2 separate regions of the Rattus norvegicus genome follow, and region 2 is linked to region 1. The links are chromatin contacts, called in public Hi-C maps. All regions are on one chromosome and are shown on one strand. The core of a region is the stretch at or near the end of the contact, and the rest is flanking DNA. Distances in the headings are between cores, read along the strand shown. Region 1 has its middle 470 kb from the start of Ntm. Region 2 has its middle 69 kb from the start of Ntm.

What was found. A called contact is a pair of places that touch in the nucleus more often than the background predicts.
Region 2: a contact with region 1 is called in a Hi-C map of liver, with 9 times the contacts expected there. The contact joins two enhancer-like sites. A contact is called at or near these places in 2 of 12 Hi-C or Micro-C datasets (both in liver).

What each region holds. Positions count from the first base shown.
Region 1 is chr8:35,588,197-35,591,159 of GRCr8, forward strand. No RefSeq gene overlaps it. Among named protein-coding and RNA genes, the nearest start is that of Ntm, 470 kb to the right of the region's middle. Within about 2 kb of position 1,460, at least 1 of the 93 cell types and tissues checked has an H3K27ac peak or open chromatin away from gene starts, as enhancers often do. A contact at or near this core is called in liver, where this site is marked.
Region 2 is chr8:36,129,803-36,132,765 of GRCr8, forward strand. It overlaps a transcript of Ntm not described here. Among named protein-coding and RNA genes, the nearest start is that of Ntm, 69 kb to the left of the region's middle. Within about 2 kb of position 1,484, at least 6 of the 93 cell types and tissues checked have an H3K27ac peak or open chromatin away from gene starts, as enhancers often do. A contact at or near this core is called in liver, where this site is marked.

The DNA.
Region 1 (2,963 bases), core at 210-2,709:
ATGAAAAAAGGGAGAAAAGTCAAAAGAACCACCAAGAGCCTGTGAAACACCATCAAAAAGACGAGCATATAATGTGGTTGTTGTTAGGAGAAAGGGAGGAGACAGACAGATGACAGACAAACACACACACATAGATGAATAGATACATAGCTGCCTAGATGCATGGATTTGATATAAGTTATAAATATAGAAATTCAAACAGCTAGTTTCAAGAACTATAACTAAGGAATTCCCAAGCTAAAACATGCTAAATAAGTTTCCAAAATTTAAATAGAGTTTGGAATGCAGCAAAAGAAATGCAAAGTAAACTTTTCTGACCTAATAAAATTATCAGGGTATTTCTCAACAGCAAACAGGGACAGCAGAAGTCAATAGGAAACTATATTCAAGGTGCTGGAATGAGAAAATTGTCAAGCCAATTTGTCTACACCCACCTCCCCAAAAGTGATCCTTCAAAACTGGATGGATTAATTAAATCATTTCCCAATAAATAAAACTTAGGACAATCCTTTGAATTGAAACAAGCGAATAATAAACAGATTAATAATCAGGTACTCAAGACATATGAATAAGGTTCTTTGATAAGGAGAATTATAAAGGCATACAGAATAAAGGTCATGTGTGTTAGAACTCTGTCTTGTAGTTTTTGTAAACAGTAAAACAGAAGAACTGGCATTGTAAAGAACTACAGATCTGTCCTGAATATTCCAAAGATGATATCATATTTTTAAACTAGCATAAAGTGGGGAGGGTAGAGCTGCAGGAATTCTTTTGTTTACTGGAATTGCTCTTAAATTGGAATCGTATTTAAATGTATAATTAGAACTTTCAGATGTTATATTTAATCCTCATGGTGACTATAAAGCAGATACCTGTGGAATATGCAAAAGAGAAATTAAGTTAAAACATATTACTACAAGAAACAAACATGAAAGAAGGTAGTAATAGAGACATTTGAGGATGAAACATTGTAAAACATTTAAAACACTAAGAGAAAATTCCAATAAGTACTTCTTTACCAGAAATTAAATGACTTGACCTCCAAAGTTTAAAGACCTACATAAAAAAAGAATTAAAAACTTGGAAAGAGAAGACAAATAGGACCCAACATTGTACTTGGTGCAAGAGTAAGTTTTGGGGTACATACTTGCATAGGTTGAGAAATGAAAGGATAGTCCACTAACTTGGTAGCTAAATTGGAACAGGATAACCATTTTAATATCAGAAAAAAATAGACTTCAGTTTAATATAGTTTGTAAGATATGAAAAAGAAAATGCAAAAATTATACTTGGGCTTTCAAAGCTGGAAGAGCAGAGGTTGCATGACACCCAAGTTACTGTAAAATACATCAATGAGCAGTTCACCTGAGTTCTGGCAGCCTTCTTCAAACAGTTCACAAGTCAAGTCCTCAGATTGGAAGACACCGTCAACATAGCCATGCTTCTACCCTATGATGAGAACTGGTTCTACAAAGGAGCTATTAAACCATTTCAACTGAGTAGTTTGGCAAGTTAGGAATGGAACTCGTTGCTCTAATGAAGACTTGTCATGGTTCCAAGTGCCCAAAAGTGCCTGAGAGTCTCCTCTGGTCATTTTAAATTTTCCATGTCATGAATTCTTGATACTGAAGGACTTTTGCCAGCCTTACACCCACCACCTCCAGTCAAGGCTAGACCAAGTTCCGTTCTCCACCCACAGTTCTCAGGAAGAGCAGGAACATTCTTGAAAAACCACAGAATGTACTGACTGATAGTCACCTGACCCTCTGGTCCCAGATAGAGTTCAAATGCATGTCCTATGCTTGCTAGCCAATAGATTCAAAGGTCAATATGCTTAGGCAATAAGTTTAAACTGTAAACTTGCTGATTTAACCTGTACCCCTAAAACATATAAAAACTGCTTGTTATAGCCATTTGGGGTCACAAGGTTACTCACTAAAAGGTGTTGTTTGAGGGTCTACCCCCAATGTGCCAGAAAAATAAACCTCTTGCGTTTGTATTGAACCTCTGCTCTGTTAGCGCATCTCACTTGGGGGGAGGGGGGATCTCCTGGTAGCTAAGACTCACTTCTAGCCTTACACCTGTCTAGATGTTTTGAGATTTAGTAAATTTTCATCCTTGTATAATCTCGGTGTTAGGTTGGGTCAAGGCTGCAGCTTCTGTTTAAACCTTTGCTAATGGACCTCAACCTTTGGGTCTGACATCTTCCTTTTAAATAGGAGTCCTGTTGGGGTAATTTTTTTCTTCACATTGTGTTTTCAACTGTTAATTCTTCACCAGCAGATAGCTAAATGCTGGCAGTATATTGTTAATGTCATTCCAATAGCCCATCACAGGCCTCATATTTGTAAATACTTGTCCTTCCACACGTGCTGAGATACTTAAAGGTCAGATAACCCTCTAGGCTTAGATGCAATCTTGAATTGCATCAGAGATTCTGATTGGTTGAAATAAAGATCTGATGGCCAATAGATGGGCAGGAAATAGAGGGTGGAACTTCCAGGCAGTGACAGAAGCAAGCAGATAGAAAGATTCCGAGAGCAATCACGGAGAACAGATGGACCAGAACAGGGCAGAGAGATAGGTATAGAGCGAGCCATGTGGCTTGATACAAGAAGATAATTGGGCTGAGTTAGATGATCTAGCTGGTAGACTATCCAGGCAAGAGGCCTAATCTTTAAACTATGTTAAATGTATCTGTTTCATTATTTATACTGCTGATGAGTCTAAGAAAGTCCAACTATGAACTAATATGACGAACTCTTCAGGTCAGAGGAGGTAAGCTGGCCTTTGTACAAGTTGCCATCAATTCAGAATGTGAAGTAGTTTATAAATGTCATTAATTTTTTGCTTTCTTTTTATTTATTCTCTTATATACTACATCTCTAATGCAGTTTCTCCTCCTTCCTCTTCTCCTAGTCATGTCCTATAGTCTCCTGTCATGTTCTGTGTCCTATCCAGTT
Region 2 (2,963 bases), core at 234-2,733, 540 kb after region 1:
GAAACATCTACAATGCAACTCCTGCATCTAAGGCTCGGGCATTGTTCTGGAAGAGGGAGCAGAAAGATTGCATGAGCCAGAGGAACATGAAGTTTGTTGTAATGTTATGTCTCCTATAAATGTTAGAGGAGTTATACACCCATGATGTCTCATCAGCATAGCTTCCCAAGTAAGATGTGAACAAGAATGATACCATAGATGTGCTAACAAATAAGAGGAAAAGCTCATGGGACCTCAACTCTACACAATGAACTATAGGCATCTAATGAATGCTGAGGGTGAGAAAAAATTATCTTTCTCAGGGAAGAGGCCCCTGCTTGGTTATCCAGTACCAAGTGGTCATCCCTGAAATCATACATATAGCCATATACCACTATAGGTACTGGGATATATATATTTGAGACCTGGGAGGAATTGAAGATGGGAAACAGGAGAAGAATGATGAATTATAATTAAAAATACTGTAAATATAAGTATGTAAAGTTGACCATAAGCCTGAATATTCAAGTAGATGAATAAATGGATCTATCATCATGTGGATGAGAGATGGATAAATTAGTGATGGGGGGAGGGCGGCAATGGGGGGAGGGTTGGGAGGGGAACACCCATAAGGAAGGGGAGGAGGGAGGGGGATGTTTGCCCGGATACCGGGAAAGGGAATAACACTCGAAATGTATATAAGAAATACTCAAGTTAATAAAAAAAAATAAAATGTAAAAAAAAAATTAGTGAGTACGTGTCTGAATAGGTAGCTAGATGGATGGATGGATGGACAGACAAACAGATGACATATATGTAACCATCCTGATTAGAAAAATAGTATATTCTAAAGAAACACTGTGACCCTCCCGTTTGCTATTGAAATAGTAGACTCCACGAAATTGAAATTTCCGTAGAAATCTTATGCTGTTAGAAGGAAAAAGGGGGAAAGTCTGGCTCTGTACTACTAGCCTTAGGGACTGCTTGTCTCCCAGAAAGAGGTGTCACATAATTCTAACAACTTTGCAGACCCTCAGTAGAGACCGCAGCCTAGACAATACCATAGGTGAGCTATACTTTGTCCAGTGCTTAGCGATGCATACCACTTGCTCTGTCCTTACGCTTTATGTCAGAACCTCAAAAGATTTCCCCAACTTGATTCCATTGAATGAATCTCCTTGTTTTGCTTTCTACATTTATTGTCTGTTTAACTCTCTGTCAAAGATGGATGTTTGAGACTAGCTTGTTAGGGATACTGGGGCCCAAGCTCTGAGTCCAAGATCAGATGGCTGGATCAGTGGGAGGAGGGATGGATAGATGAATGGGTAGAATCTCAAATCCTTCCTACGTATACACTAAAGTGAACTAAAGTACTCTAGCTGTCAAATGAGGTTAATAGATGCAGGTAAATATGCGTTTATAGCCAAGTAGGGACAGAGGGCAGAATCATGACCCCATCCTGCCATCTCAAACAACCACTTCATAAACATCCAAGGGTGACTGATGAGCCACCAGGGCAGAGGAAGTACTCTGCTAACCCAGCACTCTCCTCAAACCTCCCTCGCTCCTCTGCTCCCTAGGGAGCTTAGCAAAACCTAGACAAAGGAACACTTCAAAGTGAAGAAAAGGAAAAGAGTTAAAACGGAGTGTATTGAAATGTAAGGCTTTCTGCTTTAGCAAAATTAAAGGTGTAGGAACCTCTGTTGTATTAAATGTTCAGTATGTGCAGAGAGTAAATACTGTCAGTGAGCAGGCAGGAGATTAAGGTGACAGGAAAAGCAGTTTTTAAACCTGTTAGATATTAATTTCCCATAGATCATCCGTCTGTCCTCTCCTTGTTTGAAGTTCCCAAGGCTGGAGGCTTCAAAGCACACACTGACTGCCATTTGCACACAGCTCATGGCTCCACGGGGAGTCTCCTCAGCGGGTTATAACACTGTCCCTGCAGGAGCCTTCCTCGCACTCGCTCTCTGTCAGTCTCTGCCTTTTTCTTTATTTCTGAACATCAAGGACAATTCTATCAGCGAGTCCAGCAGCTGGCAATACAGCAGGCTCATTGCCACCATGGTGTGCATCTCAGACCCTCCCTGACTCCAGCCAGGCAAATTGATTTAGGAGATGAAATGAAAAGTGATGGGAAAATCTTCCTGAACCCTCAAAGCAAAATGGCAACTTTCCCCCTCTTCCTCTTTTCTTTCTCGTTCTCTATCATGCTTCATTATTCTCACTTTTTGTGTTAGCTGAGGTCTGGGGAAATCCATGGACAGCACACAGATCTCGTCATTCTGCAATTACTTCTCATTTTCATGTGGCTATAACAATGGCTGTTCGGTGCTGGAGATGATTCTTATCCTGTAGTGGTTCATTACAAAGTAGGACAGACGGGTTGTCTGTCCCAAAAGATGCTGTAGGAAGGATGGTCTAAGATTAGCAGTACATGGGGGATTGCAAAACCCCACTGTAAGCAGAAAAAGCATTGTAGAAGACAAGAGGATTCCTCACTCTGCCTCGACTGGAAACCAGTCGCACGGGTACATTCTTGTCACAGCTTAGAACGTTCTAGACTAGCTGGATCTTGAAATGACGTTCTTAGATTTATAAGGGGTAAAGGCCATTGTTATAAAATACAATGCAGCTGGAGGGACGGGGAGGCATACATGGTGAGCCCATGCCAAGATGTCTCCCTGAGAAATCATGGCATGCAACAGATCTGATATTTACTTGGGAGAGCAGAAGGCAGTGAGGACCTGGAGAGGGGGTAGAGGCAGAATCATGGGAGCAGAGCCATGAGGGTAGAGAAGGGGGGAAGACGGAGAAGGACAGAAAGGATAAAAGAGAGACCAGCCAGGAGCATGTAGGAACAGAGAAAAAGAGCAAGGAAAGGGTGTGGGGAGGGAGGGAGGGAGGGAGGGAGGGAGGGAGGGAGGGAGGGAGGGGGGAGAGAGAGAGAGAGAGAGAGAGAGAGAGAGAGAGAGAGAGAAAAC